2 separate regions of the Sus scrofa genome follow, and region 2 is linked to region 1. A link is a contact called in public HiChIP or PLAC-seq data. All regions are on one chromosome and are shown on one strand. The core of a region is the stretch at or near the end of the contact, and the rest is flanking DNA. Distances in the headings are between cores, read along the strand shown. Region 1 holds the start of CFL2 (cofilin 2). Region 2 holds the start of FAM177A1 (family with sequence similarity 177 member A1).

The links. HiChIP or PLAC-seq counts read pairs in DNA pulled down with a chosen protein or histone mark.
Region 2: an H3K27ac HiChIP or PLAC-seq map of alveolar macrophages shows a contact between it and region 1. The contact joins the promoter of FAM177A1 here to the promoter of CFL2 in region 1. A contact is called at or near these places in 1 of 5 promoter capture datasets (fetal liver) and 1 of 2 datasets of contacts at active chromatin or transcription factors (alveolar macrophages).

Annotation. Positions count from the first base shown.
Region 1 is chr7:65,088,786-65,093,682 of Sscrofa11.1, reverse strand. CFL2 (cofilin 2) reads right to left here and starts at 2,556. Exons shown (of 4, transcript NM_001025215.1): 1 at 2,382-2,556; 2 at 1,962-2,269; 3 at 1,764-1,840; 4 at 232-1,680. The coding sequence starts at 2,384. The coding sequence ends at 1,568.
Region 2 is chr7:64,806,402-64,811,051 of Sscrofa11.1, reverse strand. It overlaps FAM177A1 (family with sequence similarity 177 member A1), which reads left to right and starts at 2,608. Exons shown (of 5, transcript NM_001190218.1): 1 at 2,608-2,825. The coding sequence starts at 2,661.

The DNA.
Region 1 (4,897 bases), core at 1,307-3,806:
CCAGTTTTGCCATTTGTGGATAACTATGACAAGATACAAAAGCATGTGTTTGCCATAAATAGCTCTGGCTAACAGCAAACTGCTCACAGTGAGCAGATCAAATTCTCTATAAGGAGAGCTGTCTGGATCACAGCCAAACCCCACTACTAATGTTTAAGACAGCTATATCATTTTTCCCCCAATTTATGAAATATATTAAGAAATAGTAGCTGAAATGAAAATTCCTAAACATGAGAAGTATTGTTAACCTTTTGAAGGACAACATTTTACAAATTATTTTATGACTAAATACGCAGTAAGAGCTCCCTGCTTCTTCTACTACTCAACTTAGAAATGTAAACGTGAATTAAAAAATAACTACCCTAACTTATCCAGAGAACAAATCAGATATTAAAGAGTATTTATGTCAAAGTGCAAAAAAATAATTCCTGATCATATTAACACATAAGGAAATAAATAACTAAAGCTTGTAAAAGTACCCTTCTATAATAATAATAATTTATATTAATTGGATTTAGGATAGAATATTTTTTTAAACCAAATATGCCCAACAAACTGGAAAATATCATGCATGAATATTGTACAAAAAAATTCTTAAATGACCAGTGCAGAGATTAATAATAGCTGTTTATCCTAGGAGTTGCTTCACATGGTATTTTGCAAAATGTCCAAGGAAAACAAGGCAACATTCTGTAATATGCCACAATTTTTATTGCAACGTGGCCATTTTTGTGAGGGTGGGGAGTTGATCTCAAAAACAATGTTCCATTTAAGGCTCTTTTATACAGAAATTGCCATCATGACTGATATTCAAAATATCTTTAGTGTTGCAAGACTTACATACTTACATGGTAAACATAAAACTCCTACACTTATTCAGTAGTGTATACTCAATGGAAAACAAAAAGGCATTAATAATTGCTATTTCTTTTAGGAAGATTCGCAGGTAACAGGAATGAACACTGAGGTACTAGGATAAGCTGATGACACAGTTAGCACAACTTAATTGGCATTCCTTTTGAGGTGGGAGATTAAACTCATTACAAAAAAAGTGCTTTCAATGCATAGTGTTATATCCGTGCTGCCAAGTCACAAAAAATAGGCTTGCCAAGGCAGGTGAGGTGTATGAATGCTCGAGCCTCACAGAACTGCGATCAAGTGCAACTATAAATAATACTGAATAAAGTTTACCATCTTACCAGTGGATAATGCTTTCAAGGCATTCAATTAGCTTAACCCTTTGCAGTATTCTAAACTATTCACATTGACAATCACATTCATTGTAGTGCTTGCTGCAAGGGAGGCATGTAATCAGTTGTTTTGGCTAAAATATGAGGGGAAGGCATTCCTTGGGTTCTACATAAAAGTAACAGTATTAAACAGTCTAATGGCAATCACTGATAGGCTGCTTACATGAATGGTATTTCCTTCATTCACTGTGTTGGAAGGACCCAGTGGGAAAAAGAAGAAAGAAAAAAAAAAAACAAAAAACACCTAATACTATTCCAATCGACTGAGCTGGAGAAATGGAAGCTCCTTAAGATCCGGATGGCACTTGACTGTCATTTTATAAGGGTTTTCCTTCAAGTGAAACGACTACGTTGCCTCCCAATTTCTCTCCAAGTGTTGAACGGTCCTTTATATCGTCCAAGCCATTTACTTGCCACTCATGTTTAATACCTAAAAAGAAAACACATTACCCCATTACTTTATCATTACTAAGAAAGAGCAGTTCCTCTGTACAAAATATTCAATGTCTGTACCTGTAAATTTCTTTTTAATGGCATCTTTAGAGCTAGCATAAATCATCTTGCTTTTTAAAGGTGCACTTTCAGGAGCCCTATAGGGAAGAAAGAAAAAAACTGTTGACTCCCACTTAAGAGAAAAACAAAGGCAAAACTGACTCTGTTAATAACAATCCTTGCATTTTAAAAGTACTTTTTTCTTTTGTTTTTACACACCAGAATATAAATACTAGGTCTTCTTTCTTAGACTCTTTTGTTTCGTATGTGGCATCGTACAAAGCATATCGGCAATCATTCAGAGGTAGCAACTTCACAAAAGATGTGTAGGGGTCCTCTACAGTATCACCAATGTCACCCACCAAGATCTGCTTTGCTTCCTCTACAATTATTTGTCTTTTGTCATCACTTAAACAGAAGAGAACTGCTTTCTTTCTTTTTTTGATCTCTTCTTGTGTAGAAGATTTCCTTACTTTCATGTCATTAAAAACTTTGATGACTTCATCATTCACTGTAACTCCAGAAGCCTGAAAATAAAGAAAGAAAAGCAATTCAGTGCACACATTTTGGTTTTAACCGAAATTACTGTTTGCCCAGGGAGGATTCACTTTAGTCTGGACATCGAAAATTGCATCATACCATGCAAGTAGTCCAATCAAATTTGCCACATTTTAAGTACCAGTCCTTGATGCACCTAAGGATTCTAACTCATCCTGCCCCATTCATCCTTCTTTTAAAAAGGGGTTTGGAGGTGAAGTAACTGGAAGGTAGAGGGAAAGGGACAAATACAGGCTGTCCCATCCCTGAAATGTTTCCTATTTCACTGGGTGATGTCAGAGCTTCAGGAACAGCAGCAAAAATACCTTCTGTATTGTGTCAACCCAGCAGGCCTTAAAAAAACACTTTTGGATTTCAGTTAATGCTTCTACTATTTTTTTCTTTAAAGTCATCCTAGCCAGTGCCGTTTCCTCATATGGAAAGAGAATCGAGTGTGAACTCCAAGCCGCCCACGGCTACAACATAATTGCCTCACAGCTCAAAGGCAGACACTTCACAACTAACGGATCGGATCGCGTGTAAAAAGCTTTTTACAGCGAGAAAGCATTTTTAAGAGTTTTCCCACCTCCTTAATCTCCCCCTAAGGGTTTTATGACAGGCCATCAAGACCCTCACCGAAAGCCTCCAGAAAGGGCTTTACAGCACGTACCAATTTGAGAGCTCGCGTGCGGGGTAAAATTAGGTAGCGGAAGGCAAAGGCGGCGAGAGGAGGCGGGGAGGGTGGGGAGGAAGCTCAGTGGACCCTCCGGCGCCCCCGGCCGCCGCCCCCCGGCCCAGGCTCCAGCCCCCGCCCCGCGCCCCCCGCCCCGCGCCCGGGCTCTCCCTGCCCCCAGGAATCCGGAGAGCGGCCGGGCAGGGCCTGACGGCGGGAGGGCAGGCCGGCTGGAAGAGAGCAGCGGGGCCGCAGCGCCCACCTTGGAGGCCAAAATCAGGTTAAAATGGCGGCCTCAGGCCCGAGGCCCGGCGGGGCCGCGCGGGGGTTTATGCTCGCCGTGCCCCGGCCCCCTTGGCCGCCGGGGTCCCCGGCCGGCGCTCCCGCCTTACCATAGTGCCCGCGGCTGAGACTGCGGCGGCGGCGGCGGCGGCGGCTCGGCTCCGGCTGTGTGGCGATGCGAGCAGAAGGAGGGGCGGGAGGCGGCGAGTGCGGGGCACGCCGGGAGTGCGGCCCGAGAGGCGGCGGCGACGGCTCGGGGGGCTGCGGCGCAGGCGGGGCGGTCACGTGGGCGCGCCCCTGGCCGGCCCTTCGGCCCCGCCCGCGTCCTCGACCTGACCCCGCTCGCGCCCTGCAGGCCCGGCTGCCGCGGTCGGGGCCCCGGGACCTGGCGAGGAGGCCTCTACCCCGGGGCACCAGTGGTCCGGTCCTCCAGCTCCCTGAGGGGTGTTTCTACACTGCTTCCCCGAGAGCGAGGGCGCGGGCGCGTCTGTGGGGAACCGCTCTCCGAGGTGGTCTCGCCTTCGCCTGCGGTTTCCACCGAAAGGAGCTGGATTCCTACGTTGTGGGTCTTTTTTAGAAAACCCCTTAAGAGATGGTGTGAATTGTTTAGATCTCCTTCCTCCAATTCAATGAGAATAAACACTATGGGGGGGTCCCCCCCGCAATTGATGGAATTAATGAGCAAAAACAAAATGACAAATAGAGACGGAGAAATCACTTTCCAAAAGTCTGCGTTTCAAATAATAATAGGGGGAAAATTGGGTAGTAACATTCCTTGGTAAAATTCTTTTATATATTAGACTTCGTAGGAAATGGATTGCACTCTGCTAGTAGTCGTTTCTTCCTGAGGCCCCAGCTACGACAGCTGGCGTCAATAAGTGGACCCAAGAGTAGAGATTCCTCCGTCTTGGCAACTGCAATCTCTTCTAGCAAAGCCCGTATAACGGAGCCAAGGCTCTTCTCTAAACCTTTTTGATACTTAAAATTATACATCGCATTTATCATAGAAAAAAATTGTCATTTTAGACATTGAAGAAATTTTTCATAAAGATTCAGTGCTTTGTAAGTTTATAGTGAAAATGTTTTAAATGAAACATTTTATGTGTTTATGTATAATAAAAGGAAGATTTAATAAAATATTTCATTACTTTGGGTTGATTTATGCTACCTTTTATCCTAACATTTATCATTTCTACCTTACTTTCTTCATTTGTAAAATTGGTAAAAATGAATTTAAAACTGATTAATGGTTGAACATATTTTGGAGTTCCCTGGTGACCTAGTGGTTAAGGATCAGGTATGTCACTGCTGTGCTTGTGTCACTGTGTGTCCCTGGCTGGGGAAGTGGGTGAGGCCAAGAAAAAAAAAAAGTTGAGGAGTTCCCGTCGTGGCACAGTGGTTAACGAATCCGACTAGGAACCATGAGGTTGCGGGTTCGGTCCCTGCCCTTGCTCAGTGGGTTAACGATCCGGCGTTGCCGTGAGCTGTGGTGTAGGTTGCAGACATGGCTCGGATCCTGCATTGCTGTGGCTCTGGCATAGGCTGGCAGCTACAGCTCCGATTCAACCCCTAGCCTGGGAACCTCCATATGCCGCGGGAGCGGCCCAAGAAATAGCAACAACAACCAAAAGACAAAAGACAAAAAAAAAAAAAAAAAAAAAAA
Region 2 (4,650 bases), core at 1,359-3,858, 280 kb after region 1:
AGGGTTAGAATTGAGTCCTCATGTTTACTAGTCAGATTCTTTTCTGCTGAGCTACGACAGGAACTCTCAATAGACTGCCTCTTTAATTGCATATTTGTGTTAAAAAATAACTTCCTAGGAAATACTTCTGGTTCATGTTGGAATGTGACTTGCATCTTGCTTTTTTTTTTAAGGCCCCACCTGCGGCATATGGAGGTTCTCAGGCTAGAGGTAGAATCAGAGCTACAGCTACTTCAGCCTACACCATAGCCACAGCAACACCAGTTCCAAGCTGCGTTTGCAATCCACACCACAGCTCAAGGCAACGCCAGATCCTTAACCCACTGAGCAAGGTCAGGGATCGAACCTGCATCCTCTTGGATCCTAGTCGGGTTTGTTATCCGTTGAGCCACAATGGGAACTCCATGACTTGGATTTTGAATTTTCAGTAAACTGAGAAATGTACTCATAAACCATGAAAATAAGTTCTGCTTCAGCAGTGAAAGTTGAAATTTGATGTTTAATTGCCAATTTGCAAAATAAAATCATGCATTTATAAACATTCCACTAATTTTTAATGATAAAAGCTGTTGATTACCCTTCTTGCCAGTAAGAGGAAAGGGATTTTGAGCACATGTAATGTAGAGCCATTTTATTTATGAAAGCCAATTCATGAAGCCTTTAACAATTGGTTCTTTATTTTTCTTTTCAATTTATTACAGAGTTTGTTTTTGCTGTTTTGGATTGTCTCAATCCCTTGCTAATGCCAGCAAACAGCACCAGATCATGTTACTAAAATTTGTGTGCATTAGCAACACACTAATTTGATTTTATTACCAGAATATAGACTAAGAATTTCCACACAATTTAAAAAATATAGATGGCTTTCAAATAACTTTTTGTTTTTAAGGTTTTTGGTTTGGTTTTTAGGTTGTCATAGTTAGATGCAGGATAGAAAGTATACAAAAATATTAAGCAGAGAGTAAGGAAAAAGAACTTTTGCACAGGAGAGAAAGGAATAGTTAAGGTTGTAGGGGTCTTGGTCCTGCTGGTGCCATGCTGAATAGAAGATATTCTAGGCCATAACCTTGGGGAGAATTTATCAACTTTGGCATGAAAATGGAATTTAAAGTATCAAATGAAGCTCCTTCTCCATGGCCAAAATGATGTATTTGACTTTCGACCTCTGCAACTAGTGAAAATTGTGTGAAAACTCTCATACTAAAACTACAATAAACGCCCAACTAGTTTTTTATTTTTATTTTATTTTTATTTTTATTTTATTTTTTTTGTCTTTTTGCCATTTCTTGGGCCGCTCCCACTGCATATGGAGGTTCTCAGGCTAGGGGTTGAATCGTAGCTGCAGCCACCGGCCTACGTCAGAGCCACAGCAACGCTGGATCCGAGCCGCATCTGCAACCTACACCACAGCTCACGGCAACGCCGGATCGTTAACCCACTGAGCAAGGGCAGGGATCCAACCCCCAACCTCGTGGTTCCTAGTCGGATTCATTAACCACTGCGCCACGACGGGAACTCCAATCATGGCTTTTTAATTTGGTTGAACATTGGGAAAAAATTGGAAAAGTCTGAAATGTTCCTTCTTACACACAAAACCCCCTAAATAGATAATACATCATTCCTCACATTCGTTAACACAGAAGTTTGCTGCTACTCTTTGTTCTCCTTCAGGTCTCACTTAATTTTTTCTAGAGTGACATATACTTAAGTACTTCAGACAAAGGTAAACCAAATTCGCCTTTGAGTTTCTTTCTTTTTTTGTCTTTTTAGGGCCGCTCCCGCGGCATATGGAGGTTCCCAGGCTAGGGGTCTAATCGGAGCTGTAGCTGCTGGCCTATGCCGGCGCCACAGCAGCCCCAGATCCAACCCGCGTCTGCAACCTACACCACAGCTCATGGCAACGCCGGATCCTTAACCCACTGAGCAAGGCCAGGGATCAAACCCACAACGTCATGGTTCCTAATGGGATTCTTAACCATTGAGCCACGATGGGAACTCCTGGGGTTCTTATTTCAAGGTATTTTGGCTAGACTATCATCCATGTAAGAAATGGAAAACTTAGCATGAGCCGTTTATTAAATTTTTTTTTTTCAAAGATATGTTTGGGTCACTTTGCTGTAAGCAGAAATTGGCACAACATTGTAAGTCAACTACACTATAATAAAAAAAGATTTTCGAGTGCAAAAAGAAAAAATTTTTTTCAGCAACCACATCTCATCACAAGCCTTTGAAGCACCCTACGCAGCTGTTCTCATGAGTGCAGAAGCCAAGGCCTGGGAGGTGACTGCCCAGGATGCATCTGATGAGTGGCTGCGCGGAAATCCCAAAGCCTGGCCTCTAGGTTCAGGTACGAGCTATGACGTCACTGGTGGTGCCAGGCAGCAAGCTCCGGACGTGGGCCGGGCCGGATATGGTACTGCAGAAGGCCCCGCCCCGCAGGAGCCATTTGTTGCGCGGTTCAGACAGCCCTCAGTTAGAGCCCCTGTGTCGCGCCTGCGGGGCGGGGCGCCTGTGGGCCCCGCCCCTCAGGCCGGCCCCACCTCAAGGCCGCCCCGCCCCTCCCGCAGTGGTGAGCTCGGGCGCGGCGCGAGGCGGGCGCTAGGGGTGAGTTTTACTTCCTGACAGCGGGCTAGGACGGCGCCTGGGAGGGGAGGCGGAGGATGGAAGTGGGCTTATCGGCCGTGACCTTGTATCTCGCCAGCGCCAGCAGTCCTGCGGCGGCGACAATGATGGACCGGGAGCCAGTGAACCGGGAGGAGGGAGGAGAAGCAGTGGGTGTCTCCGGAGCTGCGGCCGCCTCGGCGTTCAGGGAATCGTCTCGGCAGGTAGGTGGGGCTGCGCAGGGTTGCCGCGACGCTGAGGCTGAGGCCAGGAGAGCCCAGCCGCCTGTCTGCCTCGTCCACCCGCAGCTTTTGGCCTGCCCGGCCTTCCTCGTAGCAGGCCGTCCGCCGGGGGTGCGTTTCGAGACTCCTCTTCGCGGTATCCCCGCCTCTGCTCCGAGCATCTGCTTGAGGGAAGGGGCAGACGTTTCTGCAGTCGGATCGCTGCTTGGCAACCCCTGCACTGACAGCCCCGCTGACTCTGGGGTGGCCTAGTGTTTAGAGGGGTTACGTTGCAGCTTCAGGTCTGCTAGCGAGAGAAAGAAGGCGTGTCCCCGAAAGGCTGTCCTTTAGCTGGAAGCCAGGTGACGCTGGCTAAAATCATTTCTCAGTCTCTCGTTGTGGGAGGGCCTGACTTGACATCTGCCCTTTGGTTAGCTAATAGCAACTACGTGCTGTGCATTTACAGGCTCCTCCCCCACTCCCCAATCCTTACAACTTGTGCTTGAGGCGGGCGTTCACCCCCATTTCACCAGAAGGGTAACTATGGCTCAGAGCCGCGCTCTCCAATAGACGTACAATGCCAGCCGCATTGTAAATTGTACATTTTCTAGTAGCCACATTAAAAAAGTAAAAAGAAACCGGTGAACGTAATTTTAATATTCAATTTTATGTAACCCAATTTATTAGAACATTTCAACATGTAGTTAATATGAACTGAAATTAATTTTATATTTTAACCCAATTTGTCAAAAAAACATTTCAACATGTAATTTAATATGAAAGTTATCGATGAGAAATTTCACATTCTCTCTGCTTTCTAGTCTTTGAAATCCTTTGTGTATTTCAACACATCTCAGTTTATTTTAGCCGCGTTTCAAGTGAGCATTAGCCACATGTGGCTGCTGGTTACTGTATTGGACAGCATAAGTTTAGGGAGTTATGTTATGTTTGGAGGCTTATTTTATTTTGGATTTGGTAATCAGAAGTAGTAGTGTGGGATCTTCGGCCAAGTAAAACTAATGAAAAAATGGCTTTATCTGAAACCAGCTCAGGAGTATACAATTTTGATGTTAAAAACCTCCAGTTGCTTCTGTGTAGAAATCTTCTGACCTTCCAGTGAGAACAAAGCTTTTCAGTAGGTTCATTTTTGAGACTAACTACCTGAATGTTAGTAAGACATCTCCCCCAAACTTAGATTCCTAGAGAATGGTGCCTAAACGTAAGTAAAGTTTAAATAAGATTTAGTTTGTGTTAACAAAACCCTTTTTCACATGCTAGTCTTTATATGGAATTGTTTTTTCTTCTACTTAAGAAGGGGGAAGGGGAGTTCCTATTGTGGCTCAGAAGAAACGAACCCTACTAGTATCCATGAGGATGCAGGTTTGATCCCTGGCCTTGCTCAGTGGGTTAAGGACCCGGCGTTGCTGTGAACTGTGGTGTTCACAACAGGTCACAGACTCGGCTCAGATCCTGAGTTGCTGTGGCTGTGGTGCAGGCCGGCAGCTGTAGCTCCAATTCCACCCCTAGCCTGGGAACTTCCATATGCTGCAGGTGAGGCCCTAAAAGGAAGGAAAAAAGAAGGGGAAAGGTAACCTGCAAGAAGGAATTTGGGGCAATGCTAATTGCTTAGGAAGCCACTTGTTATGTTCAGTTGAGACCTGTTGTTGACAGGTATACTTGAACAGAGCCTTTAAGTCCAAAGTGCTTGATGTGTTTTCCATTTGATTTTGCTTCTGCTACTGTAATTACTTTAATTACTGCTTCAGCTCTGAATCTCTCTAATAGCAAAGTATACATACCTGTACCAATTTATCAGATAAATGTTGTT